2 separate regions of the Gossypium hirsutum genome follow, and region 1 is linked to region 2. The links are chromatin contacts, called in public Hi-C maps. All regions are on one chromosome and are shown on one strand. The core of a region is the stretch at or near the end of the contact, and the rest is flanking DNA. Distances in the headings are between cores, read along the strand shown. Region 1 holds the start of LOC107934268 (cyclic dof factor 3). Region 2 has its middle 34 kb from the start of LOC107934268.

What was found. A called contact is a pair of places that touch in the nucleus more often than the background predicts.
Region 1: a Hi-C map of leaf shows a contact between it and region 2, with 2.7 times the contacts expected there. The contact joins the promoter of LOC107934268 here to the enhancer-like site in region 2. A contact is called at or near these places in 6 of 34 Hi-C or Micro-C datasets (anther, callus, cotyledon and 2 more).

The regions. Positions count from the first base shown.
Region 1 is chrA12:97,979,299-97,983,414 of Gossypium_hirsutum_v2.1, forward strand. It overlaps LOC107934268 (cyclic dof factor 3), which reads left to right and starts at 2,299. Exons shown (of 2, transcript XM_016866641.2): 1 at 2,299-2,721; 2 at 3,606-4,116. The coding sequence starts at 2,482.
Region 2 is chrA12:97,946,234-97,949,827 of Gossypium_hirsutum_v2.1, forward strand. No RefSeq gene overlaps it. Among protein-coding and RNA genes, the nearest start is that of LOC107934268, 34 kb to the right of the region's middle. Within about 2 kb of position 1,413, at least 6 of the 9 cell types and tissues checked have an H3K27ac peak or open chromatin away from gene starts, as enhancers often do. A contact at or near this core is called in leaf, where this site is marked.

The DNA.
Region 1 (4,116 bases), core at 1,049-3,548, 34 kb after region 2:
TTTTACTATGGTTTAATTCCTATTTTAGTCCCTTTACTATTTTAAATCTATAGCGATTAACTTTTACCTCTTTTATAATTTAATCATTTTACCTTAATTAAGCAACCAATTGTCAAAATTACTGGACCAAACTTTAAATTACCTATAATACGGCTCTGTAAATATTTAATAAAAATATTCACGAGCCTGATTTACAGAAACGAGGTCCTGATACCTCATTTTCTGAAACTACTTGACTTCCGAATCAACCACTCATACTAACCATTAATTCAATTAGTTAAAATTCATCAAATTAAAATTTAATATAACATTATTATTGACTCGTATAATTTAAATACCAATTATACGAACTTACTCGTCAGATTTGTGGTTCCGAAACCACTATTTCATACATCACTAAAAAACGAGCTGTTACAAGAGGTGTGACAATTCGATTAAATACTTATTCGAATAGTCATGATTATTACCAAAAATTGTGACTATCCAAATAGACAACTATTAAGATGGTTATGTAGTTATGTCTTTATATGATCATTAGTGGAATTTCCTACAAATAGGATTAATATTTCACTTGGTATATATCACATAAAAAGAACTTCAAAACAAAGTCTCATTTTGTTCTGTTAATCTTCTAGTTTTCATAAATTGTGTTATAAAAAAATTACTGTAAGAGTTATTTAAAGAAATTAATATTTTTGTTATACATTGTTCAGTAAATTATTTTTATCGGTAATGTTTATTCATTTTGTCACTCTGACTTTTATTTTTTTATCACTTTAGCCCTCAAAAATTATCATATGCCTTGTATTTATAACGTTAAAATGCGATTTAAATTGCTATTTTTTTGTACATTTGGAATTTAGTCCTATTTTTATTTCAAAGGATTTAGTCTCTCTGTTTTTCAAAATTTAAAATGCAAACCCAGTTATTAACATCGTTAAAGCTGTTAAATTTAAGTTTGTTACAGCATTATCTTTTTGTTAATGGTTTTTTAATTTATAAATGCCTCACTAACGAATTTAATAGATGAATTTTAAGGTGACATTAATAATTTAACTTGAATTTTAAAATTTAAAAAGTAAAAATCTTAAATTCCATTAAAATAAAATTAGAATGACTAACTTTTAAATTTACGAAAAGTAAAAAGATTTGAAACATATTTTAACTTTTGTATTGATATTCTAAAATTTGATTATGTTGTATAAATTTTACATTGCAAATGATGCATGAAATATAAATTCAAATAATAAAAGTAGATATCAACTAGCTTGGATTAAAATTACTTTTTTTAAAAAAAATAGTAGAGACTAAAAAGCAATGTAGGGAGTCATCCACGATTGGTTATAGACATTGTGAGTAGAAATTGAAAGTGCAATCATACATGATGGAATTAAAGCTATAAATTATCATTTGCACCATCTGGGTCAAGCTCATTTAGTTTTTCCCTCTATATTTGTAGTGAATATTTTTGGTAAAATAGAAAAGCAGTAAAATTATTATAAAGGTTGTTATATTAAAAGTTAGATTATATTTTGTCATCTTTATTTGAAAAATAAATAATTTAGTTCCTGTATATTAGATAAAAAGTAAATTGGTTATTTCTGTTAAAAATTTTATTTATTTTCATGATTAAAAACTGACATGGCTGATAAAATAACCTGACAGTACTGTATGCTAATTTAATATATAATGACTAATTTATCTATTTTTGAATAGAGATAACAAAATGTAATCCGACTTATAATACAAAAACTTTTATAATATTTTTATAAAAAAAAACTAAAGTCAGAAATGAAAGATAAGTAGAAGATATGGATGAAAATTTGGGAGCAAGGTTTTTATAATATTTCAAACGGATAAATTTGATTGCAAATAATTTTACGATAAAATTAAATTTGTGTATCTTCATGGAGAATGACCCTATTTCCTGTATTGGTCGAGAAAAGCATGTATGTTCCTTTCTACTTCTCTGGCAGATATCTCTTGCTTTTCTTTTTTTCTTTTTATAAATATATATCTAAAATTAATAATAATAAAAGATAATTATAAATCTGACTTTAAAAATCTCACCTCTAAACAGTAGCTAAAAGTTATATAAGAAAAAGGAAAAAAAATATTAGTAGTATGGCAGTAGCATCAAATCGCAGGGAGACTTTTATCCAGGATTCAACCAATACCAGAAATCCACATCACAAAAGCAGCCAAACAGTCCCCCGGTTGCACAAACTCTCCATCCTACCCTACTACCGAATCAAAAGAAAAAGCCAAAGAAAAAGAAAATCTCAAGGCCACAAGAACTTGTGGCTGAGAATCAAACCATGGTGATATCGTGGCATCCACCTCTCTTTTAAACCCATCCATTAACCCTCACACTTAACTTCATATCACTTCACACCAATTTACCAACCCCCCTCCCCCTTAAAAAAAAAAAATCAATACCTACGAATTGTCTTAGCTGGTTCTTGTTTGGTTGTTGAGAAAATGCAAGAAAGTAAAGACCCTGGGATCAAGTTGTTTGGTAAGAAAATTCATTTACCTGCTGATGGAGAGATTTCAACTCTCTCTGTTGATGAATTCGACAAGGCTCAGTGTGGGAACAGAGTAGTAGATGATGAAGACTATGAAGAATTTGATGATGATGATGATTATGATGGTGTTGGTGGTGATGGTGATGGTGATGGTGGTGAAGAAGAAGATGAACAGAAAGACAAAACAGAGCAGGTTGGCCAATTCAATAAAACAATGTTTCTTTTTAATCTTCTTGGGGATTTTAAGGATTACCCATTTCTTGAAATGGTGAAAAATTAATGGGTCAATTTTACTTTTTCTTCAATTTTCCATTTTTGGATCCTACTTCTTTTGCTAGAACTAGCTTTTTCTTTTTCTTGCTAATCTTTTGGATTCTACCCCCCCCCCAAAAAAAAACTATTGAATTACCATACAATTCTTTTAAAATATGAAATTGAAAAATATTTATTTAGCTTCCAGATTGTTTGTGTGTGTGTGTGTGTTTTTTTTTTTACTTATCTGGGCTTTGATTATTTAGAGTAGAAAATAATTAGTTCTAAAAAATCAGAATTTTTTTTTTGGGGTGATTATTATACAAGAAATTTGAAGTCCTCGTTCTGCCAAATGTCTATTTTTTTTTTAACTTCTTTATTGGATTTAGCCAATCAATATTTTTTAGATTCCACATCCCATAGATCCTTTTAACTGGGAAAGTCTTTCCTTCTTGGTTTTTCAATATATCTGTTCGATTCCTTCTTATTTGCAGTATTAAAATCTTTGTTAGCTTTGTTTTTGTTGAATATCTCGATAAGTTTTAGCCTATTAACTGAATTCCCAAAATTTTCAAGAAATTTCATGGAATATCTTATTGTTATTATGTTTATGCCCCCTTGATTATATCAATAAAACTTTAAACAATTTTCATATAAAACAATATAAAAAGGAGGGGGGATGTTCTTTAGGACCCTTATCATATTTATACTTGTTTGTTTCTCGAGAAAATTTTCTTGATTCTGGCTGAGAACTGAGATAGGATCATGTAGAAAATTTTTTGGTCTACTTAAAGTTTCTTATTAGGGAAGCATATTAAATTTCAGGATTCTTTAGCAGAACGGATTGCTGATACTGGACAAGAAGATGACAACATCCAGCCCTCAAATAGAGAGGAATCAACTAATCCAGAGACTTCGCCGGAGCCTAATGTAAACCCGAAAACTCCATCTATTGACGAAGAAACCGGAAAATCGAAGACCGGAAAGACTGATAAAGAACAAAGTGATGGTAGCAAATCACAGGAGAAAACACTTAAAAAGCCAGATCAAATACTTCCATGCCCCCGCTGCAATAGCATGGATACAAAGTTTTGCTACTACAATAATTACAACATCAAACAACCTCGTCATTTCTGCAAAGCCTGTCAAAGATACTGGACTGCAGGTGGTACGATGAGAAACGTACCGGTAGGAGCTGGTCGTCGTAAGAATAAGAACTCTGCCTCGCATTACCGACACATCTCCATTTCGGAGGCTCTTCAAGCAGCTCGAATCGATGCTCCTAATGCAGCACATCACCCTGCCTTGAAAAGCAATGGAAGGGTCCTTAGCTTTG
Region 2 (3,594 bases), core at 163-2,662:
AGATATTAAAATGAGAAAAAATTTAATTTTGGTACTAATTTATAAGTTAAGATTTTTTGAAATAGACTCAACAATTTAACTAACAATTTAATAAACGGAGATATCAACTTAAAAAAAATTTTAAGTAGAACTTGTAAAAAAAAAACCAAGAAGATGAAAAGAAAAGAAGGTATAGTTTAGGTTAAAGTGAAAATGTAGTTTAGGTTTAAGTGAAAATGTATTCATTGTACTTGTATAGCATATAGTTCAAATCCAAAATAGGTGGGAATTGTGTATACATACTTTGGTGAAAGGCCCAAAGCTGTAAGAGGTAACAAAATATATGCATCACAAGTTGAGGAGCACTTAAATATTTTTCATAATAGGCCCACTTAAATTTTAGCCCCAGATGGGTTGGATATCAATTCCCATCTCTATAACTTGTACCATTTTATTAAATTCCAATTCCAATACTGTTTTAACCTTTTTCTTTTCCCTCGAAAGTTGTTGTTTGGGTACATTTTACAACTTACTTTCATATCACTTTTTGATATCTCTTGACTTAAAAGGGTCCGTAACTTTTTCATTTTTGTGGAAATCCCCCAAAGAGAAAAAAATGGTGAGATCTGACTTAGGAAGCTCAAGTGTTTTTCGTCTTCATCAACAAAACACGCTACGAACATTCTAGAAATTCATCATAATACATAATAGTAGTAATTTATTTTAAAATTAATTGATGTTTTGATTAAAATGAAAATTTGAATCTTGTAATACTTTATAAAGATAAGTTATAAATTGTTTTGTTAAAATAATAGGATTTTAATCTTGATACTTAATTAAGAATCCATTATTTTAACTCTTTTTGAGTGAAAAGGAATTATTAGTTTAATTTAATTTAATTCTACTCGAATTTAAATTATTAAGATTTTTTGAAGAGTAAAGCAAGTTTTGAAATGTAACAAAGACAAAACTTATTTTTATCCTAAACCAAACAATAGCTTTCTTCTTCAATATTATAATCATACGACGTTGCTTTAACCACCAAAGCTCGGCCAAAAAGGCAACTATTTGGTACAAATATCCAAATCAAAAGGCTTAGCTTATTTTAATAATAAACAGTAATATATACAGAAAAAGCATGCTTGTTAGACTGTTAAACCGCCCACGCGGCCGACCAAAATTAATCTAATATTTTTAAGGGCTTTTTTAAAACCCCCAATTATCCCCATTAAATTAATACTACTGCTACTGTCAGTTGACTCTTTTTGCACCGAAAGATACAAAAGTTGCATACACTGCCTTTTTATCTCTTGTATACGTGTACCCTTTTTATAATAAAATAAAGCAAGAATTCTTCCACTCAACTCGACACGTGTCTTGATCTGTACACACCCTCAGAAAGGCCAAAACCAAAACGTGTCTATCGCCTGAATGATTCACAAGTGTCGAAAATCCATTGCCTTGTTTTCAACTTTGTCCAAGACGAAAGGCCCTTTTTAGAGGGTGGTGAGGACCCACTTTTAATTTTGTTGGAGCTGACGTGGATAGACGACGCGTTTTAAATTAAGCGAGGCTTAATTTTTAGATTTTGTGAAGCTGAGCTGGAATGATTGCAGAGCGTTTTAAAAATAAATATGTCCAATAGCAGCAGGCCACGTAAGAAAATGACTATAAACCTACTTTTTTTCCTTCTTCTTTCTTTTACATATACATTAGAAATTAGTGTATTCTTGCTTTTCCCTCTCTCTTTTTTGGATTTTTATTATATTTGATTTTAGAGTTTGGGTCAATATAATATACAAAGAATTGAATCATAGTCATGGAACCCAAAAAAGTAAAGGAAAGGCTTTGATTTTTTTATTTATAATCATATAAGCTTTGGGTCGAACTTATCGCTTAGGCTGTTTAATCAACCTTAATCTTTTATTTTAAGAAAAATTCGATTAAGCTAAATTGATTTCTTAATCGAATTAAAATCAGAATATAATACAATTTAAGACATTAAGGACTCATAGTTCCAAGATTGCCATCACTCATTTGCTAGCTTTATTATGTTTTAGTTCCAATTTTTGGTGTATGGAGTACAAGTAGTTTGTTTTAGTATTTTAGCTGTGTTATATATACTTATTATATAATCATAATTAAGTTATTGCAACATGCTAATTGAAAAAAAATTATTTTTTTCCTTTTAGATGATAACTTAAATTATAATAATTTTTTTTTATCTTTTCATATATTTATATAATTTTTAAATGAATTAACGACAAATTTATATATCCAAATATCAATCATGTGCTGATAATATTTATATGCAATTTTTTTATCACTCTACTTATAATAATTATTAAATAAATATTTTCACATAAAATATTTCTTCTGCTCGAATAAAATAATGTATTAGAAAAAGTTTAAAATGTTAATTCAATTAATTAAAAATAAACCTAAATTCATTTTAAAGTCAAATCAGATGTTATAGATTAAGAATGAATGGAAGTTGGGTTCCGTTATGAATGAAACCATATTTATGAAATCAAATTGGATTTTAATTGAAAAAAAAAACATGGTTTGCTCTAAAAAAGAAAGACAAGTATTTTCAATCTCTAAATATTACATGTGAATGAAGTAAATCTATTAATTAAGCGCAACCTTCATCTACCTCCACCCTTTTGCCCTTTTCTTATTTATTTATTTGGTTTTTTGTTTTTTGTAATCACCTTTTAGATTTTAGTTTTATTATATGAAATTTTTACCTTAGTGTGATTTCTTTACGATTGTAGAATATTATTAATTCATATTTGTGAGAAATTATATAAGAAAAAAACCTTTTCAAAAATAATCTAATTTAATTTTAACATTTAAAACTTCACTATAACTTATTTTTCAATTATAAAACAAATTGTTTTATACTTCTATATGGTATAGTTTAAATAATATTAAGACTAAAGACTAAATATGCAAAATATATAATGACAAAGTTGGAAATTTATTTTAGAATTATACATTTTAAAAGAGTTAAAGTATAATTTTATTATTATATTTAACTTATTATTTCGAAATTTTTAGAAGAATTAAACTAAAATTTTATTATCTTGAAAGGGACAAAGTGCAATTATAAGAGACTAAAATAAAATTATATCATTTTGGTAGAGGCCAAACCTTTTCCTACTCCATCAATGTCTAAGGTTGTTGCATTGATTAGATCGAAAATCAGTTGGTATATCAGTTCGAAGCAAGCAAAGTAATTGGTAGTTCCTAAATCGGTATGAATTAATTGAATCGGAGGAAAAAAAACTTATTGACTTGACGGTTGAATTGGTTGAATTGAGTTATATATGTTGACGCCATTTTTTTTTTTTTGATTGAAAAACGGGGTCAACTTGGGTTTTGAAAAATGAAACGGGAGTCGCCACCAATCCTTTTTTATGAGGTGTGATTGGATCACCTCGAAAAGTGGTTGTTTTTAATAAACGGTTTGATTTTATTAAAACAACAAGTTTGGTCCGCGAAATTCAGAAAACGGGTTCGGGAGTCGGTTACGCACGAGGAAGGATTAGCACCCTCGATACGCCCAAAATTGGTACCTTAGTTGATTACTTAATGTCGAAAATTGAAAAC